Regions from separate parts of the Mus musculus genome. Here region 1 is linked to region 2. The links are chromatin contacts, called in public Hi-C maps. All regions are on one chromosome and are shown on one strand. The core of a region is the stretch at or near the end of the contact, and the rest is flanking DNA. Distances in the headings are between cores, read along the strand shown.

The links. A called contact is a pair of places that touch in the nucleus more often than the background predicts.
Region 1: a contact with region 2 is called in a Hi-C map of cerebral cortex, with 3 times the contacts expected there. The contact joins two enhancer-like sites. A contact is called at or near these places in 6 of 484 Hi-C or Micro-C datasets (cerebral cortex, embryonic fibroblasts, liver and 2 more) and 1 of 115 datasets of contacts at active chromatin or transcription factors (embryonic stem cells).

Annotation. Positions count from the first base shown.
Region 1 is chr9:42,644,341-42,651,220 of GRCm38.p6, reverse strand. The region is part of intron 8 of Grik4 (glutamate receptor, ionotropic, kainate 4); the gene reads left to right. Among named protein-coding and RNA genes, the nearest start is that of Gm36590, 26 kb to the left of the region's middle. Within about 2 kb of position 3,395, at least 7 of the 459 cell types and tissues checked have an H3K27ac peak or open chromatin away from gene starts, as enhancers often do. A contact at or near this core is called in cerebral cortex, where this site is marked.
Region 2 is chr9:42,569,563-42,576,296 of GRCm38.p6, reverse strand. The region is part of intron 13 of Grik4 (glutamate receptor, ionotropic, kainate 4); the gene reads left to right. Among named protein-coding and RNA genes, the nearest start is that of Gm36590, 100 kb to the left of the region's middle. Within about 2 kb of position 2,871, at least 32 of the 459 cell types and tissues checked have an H3K27ac peak or open chromatin away from gene starts, as enhancers often do. A contact at or near this core is called in cerebral cortex, where this site is marked.

The DNA of each region.
Region 1 (6,880 bases), core at 2,146-4,645, 74 kb before region 2:
GATGTGAGTTCTCAGGTCTGCCTTTTGAAAACCAGGGTGGAGAACTGGAAAAGACATAGACCTGGGCATCTGATAGACAGGCCTTTAACCTTCTAGTCTGAGGAGCTACCAGCTGTGCGGACTACTTAACCTAACTGAGCTCTGGTGACCTCTTTGATCAGTGGCCCCTGTACCTAGCTCAGGAGAGCAATCGGCTCACAATAAGAGTTTAATAAAGGGGGGTTGTTATGTTAGAGAGTCTTGGCTTTGCTTCTTGTGGGTTCACAGGAACAGAAAACATATTTTGCTCCCCAGAGAATGATTTCTAAAATACCATTCTCTTTATTTCTAGTGAATGATCAGTTATGTGCACGAGAGTGCTTTCCATTGTGGGATGTTTGTGTGCATGCCAGTAATTACTGAGTATTGACCAGGTCCCCACACCTCAGTCCCATCCAGGTGTTAAGAACACTGATTGACATAGGGCATTTTCGATAAATGAATTAGACTGACAGGTCTGGGTTCGATCTGTTGATTACCTATATCAAGAGGTGGGCCCAAATGGCCAATCCTAAATTAAACATTAAGCCATCAATCCACTGAACCCTGTTCGTGCTGCACAAAGCATAGTTTCTTTCTTAGTCAGGGCTTGGGCATTGGGGAGAGTGTGCATGTCACCCTTAAACTTTGAGTGACATGGGAGACTGATGTGAGAAGTGTTGCTGAGTCAGGAAAAAATAAGGCTGCTCTTGGGTCCAGCAGAGCTCAACAGAGTCTATGGTTTAACAGCCAGGCTTCTGAGTCCAGAGGAAGCCCAACTTGGTGGCAGAGGGACAGGAAGGTGTGAGGCAATGAGGGACACTTCAGCAGCAGGAGATAGACCTGTGTTTGGGCCAACACCCCTGCTCTGGCCAGAATAAAAAGAAAAGTGCACAGTGACAGTGCACAGCAAGAGGATTTTAATTCTCTTCTTCATTTGCAGATGGATTTAGGGATGCGCATATTGGTGGTTTAATCTGTCAGCGAAGCAACTTCTTGTCCCCAGTTATGATTCTCATGAGGCACAAGTCAGTTCCAGCAGAGCAAGTCTTTGATCAGTAGATGGGGCTGCCACCCAGATGGTGTGGGAGCCCTGGGACAGGGGTTTGGCTCGTGGGGTTCAAATTGCAAAACATGAGCAGTCATAGAAAGCCAGAGGTGCACATGGCCAGAGGTCAGGATCAAAGAAGGTAATGGGAGAAAGTGAGGCCTGGCCAGCAGAATAAATAAGCGTTAGGCTAAAGAGAGAGAGCATGGGCTGAGAAAGGGACAAAGCAGGGCAAAGAAGAGTCACTGTGCAAAGTCCTAAGGTAACACATGCACCGTACAGAGGACCCGTTCCTGCCCTGGTGCAGAAGTCACTCGACCAACCTTCCTTCTTTCTCTTCTATGCTTTCTCTCTTCATCATCTCCCTCTCCCTCTCCCTCTCCCTCTCCCTCTCCCTCTCCCTCTCCCCCTCCCCCTCCCCTCCCCCTCCCCCTCCCCCTCCCCCTCCCCCTCCCTCTCTCTCTGTGTAAACATATATAACATTAAATTTGCCATTTCAAGCATTTAAGTTTACAATTCAGTGGTATCGACACATTCCCGTTTATAAACCATCACCACCATTTCTAAAACCCAAGGAAACCCAAACACAACAGTTCCTGTTCTTTCTCCCCTGCCCCTGGCATCCTCTGTTCTTTCTTCTGTGTGAATACAGCTCTTCTTGTTCCTCATTCAGGGACCTTAAACAATATGTCTTGGTTGGTGTCTGGCTTAGTGCACTCAGGGTGATGTTTTCTGGGTATATCCATATCGTACCATGTATCAGAATTTCATTTCCTTTGTCTCAACAACAACAAAAAAAAACCTCTTTCTGTTATGATAGAAATACCCACCATAAAGTTTACCAGTTTAGTTTAGTGTGTCTTTCAGTGGGATTAGCCTATTCGAATTGCTGGCCACCATCATCACCCTCCATGTCTACGTTTTCCATCTTCTCAAACAGAAACTCTACTCTTATAACCCTGATCCCCTCCTCCTCCCAGACACGCCCTGGCCACAAAGCACACTTCTACACCGTCAACTGAAAATGACTGCCTGCTTCATGGAAATGAAGTCATACAATATTTATCCTTTTGTGTCTGGCTTGTTTTATGTAGATTATGTCTTTAAGTCTCATCCTTCTTCAAGCTGAATAATATAGCATCGTGCATGTGCATCACATCCTGCATTAACACATAGTGAGTGCTCACGGTGTTTGGTATTGTGGCTAATAGTCCCATGAACATGAGTGTCCCTCCCACTTTCTGCTTTCACTCTTCCTGGGTATGCACCTAACGAGGGAACTCACTAGACAGTCATCACCTTTTAATGTATTGGGACATCACCAAACTGTTCTCTAGAGTGACTTCACCATGCTTCATTCCCAATAGCAATGCACAGGAGGTAGAGTTTTGCTACAATCTTGCCAATATTTCTTAATTTTTATCTTTTAGTGAGAGCCACTCCAGTGGGTGTGAAATGCTCAGATAAATTTCTTCTCTCTCGTTAGAGTTTGCAGATTGGGAGAGTCAAGACCGCAGGGCTGTAGTGTAGGGCCCTTCTAATGAAGAAGCTTTGCAATAAGAGGAAGCAGCTGGTGTTTGAGAGTCAAGCCCCGATGGATGTTCAGGACAGGTGAGAAGCCCTGCTTCTGAGGTGTTCAGGGACTTGTGTGGACCTGGGGCTCTTCGGACTTTGGTTTTCCCATTAGTGAGGTGTGTATAGGGGTAACGCCTATCCCTAAAGGTTCTTAGAAGGGATTTGAAAATATCTACTGGTGGCATTGTAGCTGCTAAGCAGAGCTAACTACTACAGCCATTCAACTCACAAATCCCACAGCTTCACTATGCAGAGGCAAACACGCAGTCTCTTACTGTGGCAAGGGATGGGTTGTAGGGCCCTTTGTGAATAATAATGATAATAGAGATGCAGATGTTCAAGTCCCTCCTTTATGATGTGGCATTCTCTCCCACATACTTTAAATGGTCTCTATATGAATACCTACTGTAATGTAAATGCTAGCAGCTATTATTTGGAACCATTTAGGGAACAGTGAGAAGGAAAGTGTCTGCGCTTGCTCAGCCCAGACCTTATGTCCCCTGACTATTTTCAATCATCTGTTGGATGAATCGATGATTCAGAACCCACAGATATAGAAGGCAGATCTTACATTTCTTACCGGAAGTTCGACAAGGATAGCTGGGATAGAAATAGCCTCAAATAAGGTCATTTAGGGTCCCAGGCATTTTCTAGCTTATAAATATGTCTCATGAAGGTCAGGGGTAGGGGAAAACATGGAGGTTCACACACAGAGTAATTTATGAGTCAAGCCTTGAAGTCCTACAGATCACTTCTTACAATTCCATTGGCTAGATCTCATTACATGGCTGCACCTCCCTGCAAAGATGTCTGGGAAATGTAGTTTAGTGCCTAGGCAGAAGGGGAAATAGGTTTGGCCGTCAGCAAGGAATCTCTGCCACATTATTGAATTACTAATTGCTACTGTACTTCTCTTTTGTGTATGCTGCAAGATCAGTTGACGCCAGGACCCTGTCTTGTCTGTTTAGATGAGAACTGATCCTAAGAGTGGGTATTAGCACCTGTTGGCTCCCCAGTAACCACAATTGCTGTGGGGCTTTGAGTGTGCCTGCTTAGATAGGGTGCACACGAAATATATTTCATTCGGTTGCTGAGTGGAATGGAATGGAGTCTCTCTGCCCTTCAGCTTGCTTGACGGCGGTTGGAGGAATCTTTATTTCACAAGATACATGCAGGTTGGATACAGGACATGAAGAATTAAGGCTCTGGGCAAAGCCGTCTCTGTTATTGCGGCTTGAGAAGAAGAGGTGAAGAGGAAGCGGGGTTTGAGCTAATAAATCTGGAGGGGTTCTCCAGCTGCTAATGAACCCAGCAAGAGCTGCAATCACTTCCTAATAGGAAAGATAAGATCACCCTAATCTACTGTCAGAGGGCTCAGGCAGTCGATGTGCCATAGGAGGGAGCTGCCACCTTGGTGGGGAGAATTGTAGAGATTTAGGGGTAAAGTCGAAAGTCTCACAGGATGCCAATGAAAAGCTGGAAATGTGAGCACCAGGAGCCTGGGCATCCTCTAGCCTCACAGGCAGCCTGGATCTATGTCATCACCACCGTTCCTGTAATGCTGCCGCTGTGGGGGTGTGTTTAAAAGCAGCAGCTCCCCAGACTTGTTCCCTGGGGGAATCTGGAGAGAGGCTAAGGAGAATAGTTATGGCAGCAGGAGGAGTCGAGAAAAACCAGACTGGCAGTGAAGCCCCCGGGACGCCAACGACTAATCCCGGCACGGATGCTGGGTGACAGCAATGGCTGTACTTGCTGTTTATTGAATGACTTCTCTGGGCATGGCCCTGTAAACACTGCACCGTGGTTATTTTCTCATGTAAGCCTCACATCAACTCCAGCAGAAACAGCTATTTTGTTCCCATTTACAAGAGCAGAGGCTGATAATGCCTTGGTCTCTTGCTTGTAGTGGAGCCAGATCATAAAGCCAGGCAGTTAGCTCTTAACCGCCCCGCTTAGTCATTCCGTCGTCTACGCCAGCCATTCCTTCTTGCTGAGCTTAGTTCGCTGTCTGTTTATTATGGCTTTGCACGAGGAGGTCTCCGAGGGTCTTTCTAAGCCTTGGACTTGTTTCTCTATACATTGGTTGGGAGCAATCCAACTCACAATGTCCTGGGGATAGAACTGTTTTCTGGAAAGCGGGAAGAACGACACACTGAATGGAGGCCCCATGTGGCCCACAGAAGCAGTGCCTGTTTAGGTCTTTTCTGTCACAATTATAGCCAGGTCCCAGCAAGCTCTGCAGTAATCACCCTTCCACGTCCCAGGCGCTCCGTGTTTCAGCAGGAAAGGTGTGTGCAGCTGGCCTTCCTCCCCTCTGTTCTTTTACTGCCAAACAGACTTGAGTTTGTATTTATTTTCCAAAGGCTTATCAGCGAGATTAGCCATAAGTAATTGAAATTGCTAAAATTATTACAGGAAGGGGAAACAGGGCAGACACACAGAGAAAAAGGCAATTAATTTCTGGAGAAAGGGTGAATGCCTTTATCCCAATCGTCTGCTCCCATCTACGGCGAGCCAGCCCTGTCCATCTTCCAGGCGTTCCTTAATGTCACTCTTCCACTGAAGTCATCCTGACACATCACCAGGTTGAGTGTGTTGTCACTTTCACAGGTAGGTATGTGTGTGTGTGTGTCTGTGTATGGCACACTCATTTATATACACACATATATATGGCTGCACACACTCATGTTCACAGATGTGTGCCAGAGAAAGACATCAGATCTCCTGGTCTGTTGCTCTTGGTCTCCATCACTGTACCTGGAGCTTCCATTTCAGCTAGGCTGGCTGACCCACCAGCTCCCAGGATCCACCTATCTCAACATCTAAGCCCCGAGGTTCAGGCATAGTGGCCATGTTCAGTTTATGCGTGTACGCATATTGAAACTCAGGTTCACACAGTAAATATTCTTATCCATTGAGCCATCTCACCAACCTCACTCACAGTTCTTTAGCCCTGTCTAGGCTCTAAGCTTCATAAAGTCCAAACCAAGTCTGTCTTACCCATCTGTGTAACCCTAGTGACTGACAGGAACATAATAGATGCTCAACCAGTGTTTATCGGGTAGATTAATGGATTATTTCTTCACATTCTAAGAGATCTGGGCATGGGAGTTCTGGATAGGGGGGATAACTCATCTCCTTACATCCAAAATGAATTCAGTTCATCCCACAAAAGCTCTCCAGCTAAAAGGAGCCCAGGGGGTTGGCTGGCTGCAGTCCAGCCTGGGAATCGCTTCCCTATCTATCCCTAGGATGCCTCTGCACATATGTAGCCCACATAGTCACGGGTAACTTCTAAGTATCGCATGCCCTTCCTCTCATTCCAGCCTGCAGAGATTTGGACTGAAGGGTATGAGGATCCAGCAAGGAGGTTTATTCGGGATTCAGGAGGCAGAATTTGGAACTCCACCAAGGGTGGGAGATGTCAAAACCTGAGGTCAGGTTAGAGCGGAGAACGATCGTGGCAGAAGGAAGATGGAATTCAAGGCTAGCCATGGTTGATTGCACCAGGGGGCTTCCCTGTCATCAAGATGGCCACACTGTGCCCTGGTGGTCTGAGGTCACCTGCCTTCTTGAAGCCTAAACCTGGCACCTGACTTGTAAAGTGACAGCCCAAGGGTCTTCCGAACAAATCCCATCCTTTAGGTCTGAGAGGTCACTTTTAGAGGAGTCCTTTCCCCTTTCCTCTGTGCTGGCCACAGGAGATAAACAGCAACCTCAGTGGAAGCAGGGCTTTGTTTCTTGGAAGCAGGCAGAGCCGCAGATCAGCGGGAGTGTGACCTTTACTCTACGTTAGATGCTCACCTTAGGTTAGATGTTCATGTGGCAGCTGCTTTACCTATTGGATTCCATATTAGGTGTTTTTTTCGTTGCTATGTCAAAGTGTCTGACAAAAGTAATGGAAGGGAAGAAGGAAGGGAGGGAGGGAGGAAGGGAGGGAGGGAGGGAGGGAGGAAGGAAGGAAGGGAGGGAGGGAAGGAGGAAGGAAGGAAGAAAGGGAGGAAGGGAGAGATGGAGGGAGGGAGGGAGGGAGGGAGGAAGGAAGGAAGGAAGGAAGGGAGGGAGGAACGGAGGGAAGGAGGAAGGAAGGGAGGGAGGGAGGAAGGAAGGAAGGAAGGGAGGGAGGAAGGAACGGAGGGAAGGAGGAAGGAAGGGAGAAAGGGAGGGAGAGAGGGAGGGAGAGAGGGAGAGAGGGAGGAAGGAAGGAAGAGAGGGAGGGAGGGAGGGAGGAAGGAAGGA
Region 2 (6,734 bases), core at 1,622-4,121:
TTCAGAAAGCCAGGAGTGGTGACAGCCACCATGGTGGCAATGTGAGGAAGTCATCGCCACTGAGACTCAAAGTCTGGATGCTGTTTCCTTTCCACGCCACTATGACAAAAACAGTCTGAGGTGTGCATGATACATATCGATTTTCCCATCATGAGATTTCTTTGCACTCTTCAGAATCTACATAGAATTTTCTAAAGCAATTAGGTTAATAAATGGAATTAAAGTTAACACTTTAAGCTACAGACAGAGTCATAGCAGCACTCTCTCCCGTGGCATGTCCTATTCCAGGTCCTGTCCTGGCTGCTTTCTATGTGCTTCTTGATTTAAACTTCGCAATATATTCGTGGAATATATCTTATCACTGCTTCTGTTTTCCGCATGGGGAAACTGAGGCACAGAGATGCCAAGTAAATGACATCTATTGCATGGCCAGTACCTAGAGCCTAGAGGCTCTATCCTGAGCCAGTAAACTCTGCTTAAGTTGCCCTCATTGGGAACTGAGCTGAGAGACTCCGTGCTTGGCTCCTCTTTGAGGTTTCCGCCCTTTTGTTCCTCGATCACATCCATTCAGCAAGCGCTTCCTGGGTGCTAAGCAAAGGACAGACACTTCTGTAGACATAGCCAAGACTGTAAATGACAGGTAGGGGTCCCTTGTCTCCTGGAACTCTCACTCTTCCAGATCACCGGTAGCTTGATCCACTAGCAAGATACTTTTAGATCATGGCCCTCATGTAATGAAGATGAAGCAGGATAATGAGTCCAAGAGGGCTGGGAGTGGCCCATCACATGGGCATCCAGTGAAGGCTAGAGAGATGCCTCTGCATGGTAAAGTGCTTGCCATGCAAGCAGGAGTACCCGAGTTCGAACCCTTCGAACTCACATAAAGCTGCCATGGTAGGGTATATCTGTGGTGCCAGTATTCCTATGGTGAGATGGGTGGCAGAGACAGGAAAATTCTGGAAGCTTGAAGCCTGGTTAGCCTGACACACAAGCAGTGAACAGTGAAGAGACCATACTAGTCAACTTTCTGTTGCTGTGATAAACACCATGACCAAAAAAGGAATGTGAGGAGACAAGTGTTTATTTCCACTTACCACTTCCAGGTTACAACCTAGCATGGAGGGAAGTTTGAGCGGGAACTCAAAGCAGAAACCTAGAGGCAGGAACTGAAGCAGAGACCATGAAGGAATGCTTACTGGCTCACTTCATGGCTTGTGTTCAGCTAACTTTGATAAACAGCCCAGACTTGCTGAGGAATGACACCACCCACAAGGATGGGCTGGGCCCTCCTACATCATTAACGATCAAGAAAATGCCCTCACAGACATGCCATAGGCCAATCTGATGCAGGCAATTCCTCAACTGATATCCCCTTTATCCGGGTTCGACTAGGGTTATATCAACTTGGCAAAAAAAAAAACCTAACCTGCACAGAGACCCTGTCTTGCGATTTGGAAGGCAAGGACTGGCGCCCGGAGTTTTCCTCTGACCTCCACACACTTGCCATGCCACTCATGAGCCTGCACTCACACATGGAAATGCACATACACACATGTACAACAGAGAGAGAGAGAGAGAGAGAGAGAGAGAGAGAGAGAGAGAGAGAGAGAGAGAGAGGAGGCAGAGGGACACAGAGACAGAGAGGGACAGGGTGTTCAGAGGAAATAGGTCTAGTTTGAGGCAGAGCATTGGACTGTATGCTGGCAGAGCTTTGGTTCAGGCACATGTCTATCTGAGCACAAACAGCAGGAAGGAGCACAGTGAACAGACACCTGTCAGGGGACATCAAAAGTTAACACTGTCTTCTCAGTCCCCCCCACCCAGCTCAGACCCTGTGCCCTATGGCTTCACCCTCAAGCGACGAGCTAGCCCCTTCTCCCCACAGCCCGCAATCATTCTTCCGATCTGTCCTCGCAGGCCAGTCACCGAGCCCTGTGCCCAGCCAAGTAAATATTTCATAGGGATTTTAATTTAACTCTAAGGGAATCCATCCAACCCTGAGAATAGACTGTCACCTCAAGAAATAGCACCAGGGATGACTTGGACCTAGAGATGACATTGCCACTCCCCCAATGAATGCTAATGGGTCTCTGGCATCTGCCTCCCCCAGCACCACTGTGACAGGCTGGGCACAGTGAGCAGGCGTGTGAAGAGTGGCTGGGGCTCTCTCTGAATGGAAGCTTTCCGGGGAGCAGGCTTAGGGAGGAGGTTGGGAGAGGTGAGAAAACCTGTACAGATGACTGAACTGAGCATAAATTGTGTGTGTGTGTGTGTGTGTGTGTGTGTGTGCTAGCGCGCCTATACAGGTGACCAAAACTAGACACAATTGTATTCCCTTATCCTTCAGGAACAGCCAAGAGATGGGCTCCCTGTCTAAGCCACTGGGCAGGGACACGCAACGTTTGCGGATGCCATGTGACTGCTAGGCATTTTCCCTGACCACCCCTGGTGGGTGGCGTGGGCATCCATCCTGATGATGCAAACAGGACGCTGTGCTATTATGGAGTGTAAGTGATGACTTCCCAGGCACACAAAAGCCAGCAGTGGCCGGCCGTGAGTCCCTGGCTCCGTCAGAGTCCGTGCCTCCCTGCTCTGAGACTCCAGTTCCCTGGGCATCTGCATAGATGGGGATGGCGGGAGAAAGGCCTGCATGCAGCAGATGAAAAGATTGAAAGACAGAAGTGTGCAGATTCTCATCTGGAGTGGGTGGAGATGCTTTGCTAATTAACCTGGCTGAGCAGCAGAGAACTTGGCACGGAGAGCCCGGGGGTGGGGGTGGAGGGGCAGCTTCAGCACGGAGCAGGCCCTGTGGTTGGCTCCTGGCTTAGCCCAGACCTGCCTACTCTGTCCCTTCCAGAAGTGTAATTAGCACCCTGCTGACAATTGCTCTGGCCAGTAAGGACCTGGGTTCCCTGCTAATGCTATCCTGGACATTAGGGGTTCATGATTAGCGAGTGGGGTGTGCGCCCTCTAGTGGGGTTTCAAGTCACTTGACCTGATGAACAGAGAGAGGCACACTAGACTCTGCCTTCTCTCCTTCAGTGACTGAGAGAGAGATGGGAGGGCTGGCTCCTGAAAAGATGAAAACTTCGAATGGTCCTGAGGATGGGTGGTGTTGATGGCTGGATATTCACATGTTGATTATGTAACTGGATTCAGAGAGGAATGGCGTCTAGACTTTGGTCCAGGGGTTACTCAGCAGGGGAGAGGGGAGAGGAGAGAATACACATCATTTCATTAGACAGACACCAGTGTTCAGGGGACCAGTGAGTGGACACTGGTTGCACAGGCAGGATGGACGATGTGGCTGGGAGTCTCAGGAAACTTGCCTTTTCTGCCCCTTTTGTGGGATTTGAGGGAGTATACATGGTCTCTCAATATAACCCTAGCAATCCTGGAACTTACTCTGTAGACCAGGCTGGCCTTGGACATGAAGAAATCCACCTGCCTCTGCTTCCCAAGTGCTGAGGTTAAAACTATGCATCTAGCACACCCAGCTCACAGGAAATGTCTCAAGAAAAAGCATAAAACCAAGAGACTTGAAGGTTCACTCATGTAATTCCAGCACCTAGGAGGCTGAGGCAGGAGGATTGTGAGTTCAAGGGCAGCCTTGTGATACATAGTGAGATTTTTCTATTTAAAAACAAAACAAAATAAAACAGCAACAACAAAGCCTCACTGTCATGGTGCAAAGGTGAATTTTTCTAGAAAAGAAAAAACAATATTAATGACCATTTGTTAAAGTTATACTATATGCTAAGCACTGTGCTTCCAGTACAGAGTGTGCAATTTCCCTTAGCCTTAAGGGATCCCTAGTTGGCCATTGTTATTGCTAAGCACCGTGCTTCACTCACAAGATGTACAATCTTAAGTAGCCTTAAAGGATCCCGAGTCAGCCATTGTTATCTCATGGTAAAGTGAGAAGTGGGCATGGGGAAGCCATGAGGGTTTACTAAAGTCACAAGGCCAGTCTGGTCTAAAAAGCAAGTTCCAGGACAGCCAGGATTAGGTTGAGAGATTCTGAACACTTACTGTCCCAACCCAGAAAAACAAAAACAAAAACAAAAACAAACAAACAAACAAAGAGAGCAGAGAAAGCTCCACCCACATCGGCCATCCTGCCTGTCCCCTGAGTACTGGCATCTGTCTAATAATGAAATGATGTGTACACACTGTCCACCCTCTTCCCTGTTCAGTAACAACTGGACCAAAGTCAAGATGCCATTCCTCTCTCAATCCAGTTACATAATCACATGTGATTATCTAGTCATCAACTCCACCAGTCCTCCTGGCAGTGATGGGCTTGAACCCAGTTTAGTTCGATGACCCAGGCTTGTGATCACAGAAGAGAGGCATGGCCTCAGAGTCCCTTCCCTTCTGGATGTCATAGAGAATGTCAGCCCCTTTCTCCAACCTTACCTGGCCTTGATTGAAATGTTCTGTGCTCTTCAGAGGCAATCTCCCCAGGGATGAGGGCTTTTGGGATGCTCAGCACCATCCTGTTCTGAGCAGCATTTTCTCCCAGAGCCTTACAGAGGTGGAGATGCAATTACAGAGTTAAGTAAAGGGCCATCAAGAAAGAGAAAGAATCCACGGGAGCAGCAGGCATAAGCTAGGCCCAAAGAGGCATAGGGAGCCGAGGTGCAGGGGCACAGGACTTCCTGGAGCAGAAGCTGATCAGAGACAGCTCAGCAGGAGTTGAGAGAATTTGTAAGGTGCTGGGGGCGGGGCGGGGCTGGGGCGGGGCTGGGGCGGAGCTGGGGCGAGGATGGGGCGGAGCTGGGGGCGGGGTACACCATCTACTGTTCCAGAGGTTCATAGGATATGGAGAGTGCCTACTTTCCAATTGGCAATTGTTTCCCCACAGATACCCAATGAATGGGATGACATGAGGCCTGAGAGGGCCCCCACATGGGTCACACAGAAGCACAAGGTCATTGTGGCTTTCCACAATGCCAGGGCCCTGCTAGAAAGCCTGCTACTCACTGTGGGCTCAGCTGTGTTTCCTTTTGAGCTGAGCTCCAACATCATGTTCAGCAGCAGCCTCATCACCACCATCATCCAACAACAGATGTGGACCAGGCCCATGCTCACAACCCACTAATACTCTCTCACTGACCTTTCCCCTGCTGCAGAAAGTGGGTTCTGATTACCCCCACTTGATGGGTAAGCACACTGAGGTCAAAAGAAGTGAAATTACTTGTCCAAGATCACACAGCAAGAGTTGAGCCAGGCCTGTCCCACACCAAAGGCTCAGCCAGCACCTACTGATATGATACAACGGCACCCTAGTTTGTATAGCCTCTAGGCTCCTCCATGCGATCATCTCTCTTGATTCGCCTATTGTCTGCACAGGCAGACATTAAACCTTGTCTGGAACCACATGACTAAGTCACCATGAGTTAGGGGTAGCCTTATCCATGCCTCGGGAAAAGTCATAGGTTGGGGAAGCAAGCCAGGGTACTAGGAGACCCAATGTATGCCAAGAGAGAGGATTTTGCACAAAATGGCAGTGGCTGTTTTAAAATGGCAGCCAAGGTAACTTTACCAGCTTTGTCCACTGTGGGTAGGCAGGCTCTGTGACTGCCAACAGATGTCCTCATCATCAGGGAAGTACCGGGGGAGACTGTGGGCTCAAGCAGCCTGAGCAGACAGGTTCCTACTGTGAACATGCTCTTGGTCCTAGCCCAGACCCAGATACCCACAGAAGCCAAAGTGGGCTTTGGGCTTTGATGTCAAACAGGGGTCTGCTTTATGATCCCCGTTAACCTCCAAAGAGACAAAGGGTGGTGGTTTTGGAAGTCACCTCTAGGCCAGCCCCTGGCTGGCCCAACCACATAAATTCCACGAACATCTAGGAGATAAAAGGGGACATCCCTCAGAGGTAGCTTACAAAGGCCTTCATAGAACACTTTTCAATCAAAACTAAGCAAAGGAGTGAAGCCTGGTGCTCATGGGGAATACGTTTAAACACGTGTGTGTGTGTGTGTGTGTGTGTGTGTGTGTGTGTTCTCTTTTCCTGTCTCTGATCTCAGCCTGACTTTTGGCCTGGTCTGTTTTCCCAACCATAGGAAGCCAGGGTCAGGTCTGAGCCCCACAGTTATCTTCCCACCCTTTCTGGATCCAGGTTTCTATAGTTGCTGCCCATCCTGGGATCCAGACTGTGTCCTGGGCATCATGTCCTCATCCATACCACACAATGCCATTCTGCCAGCATTACCTCCTGGGGCAGAGTGGGGACCAGTTAAAGGAAGTCACGTGACCTCGAGCAGGGCAGAAAGCCTAGGATTGATGTCTGGGAAAGCCAGGGAGCTCCCTACTGGACCCTTCCCGTTAATGGTTAAGGAGACCATTCCTGTTGAAGAAAAGCTTGCCAGGATCACAATGAGGCTGGGGACCAGCTGTGACAAGATCCAGATCCCCTCATCTGCCATCCACTGCTCCTTCCCATGGGAAGCATAATCCTTTGCCCCCCCCCCAAGGCCCCAGACAGGCTGCCACGTGCCCATGTTCCCCTCCACCCCCCAGCCTCCAGCCTTAGACTCCAAAGCAGTCATGTAGTCTCAACCCCCTTGCTTGTTAGTGTGTCTTCATGGCACATTATCTCCTCATCTGAAGGCTGCTTTATAGCATAATGTCTTTTTAACTAAGGTAAAAGAAAATGAACACACATCTTTTGGAATACTCTGATCCCACGTGATCGTGGCTGGCACCCCGGGGTGCGCTGAAGCCAA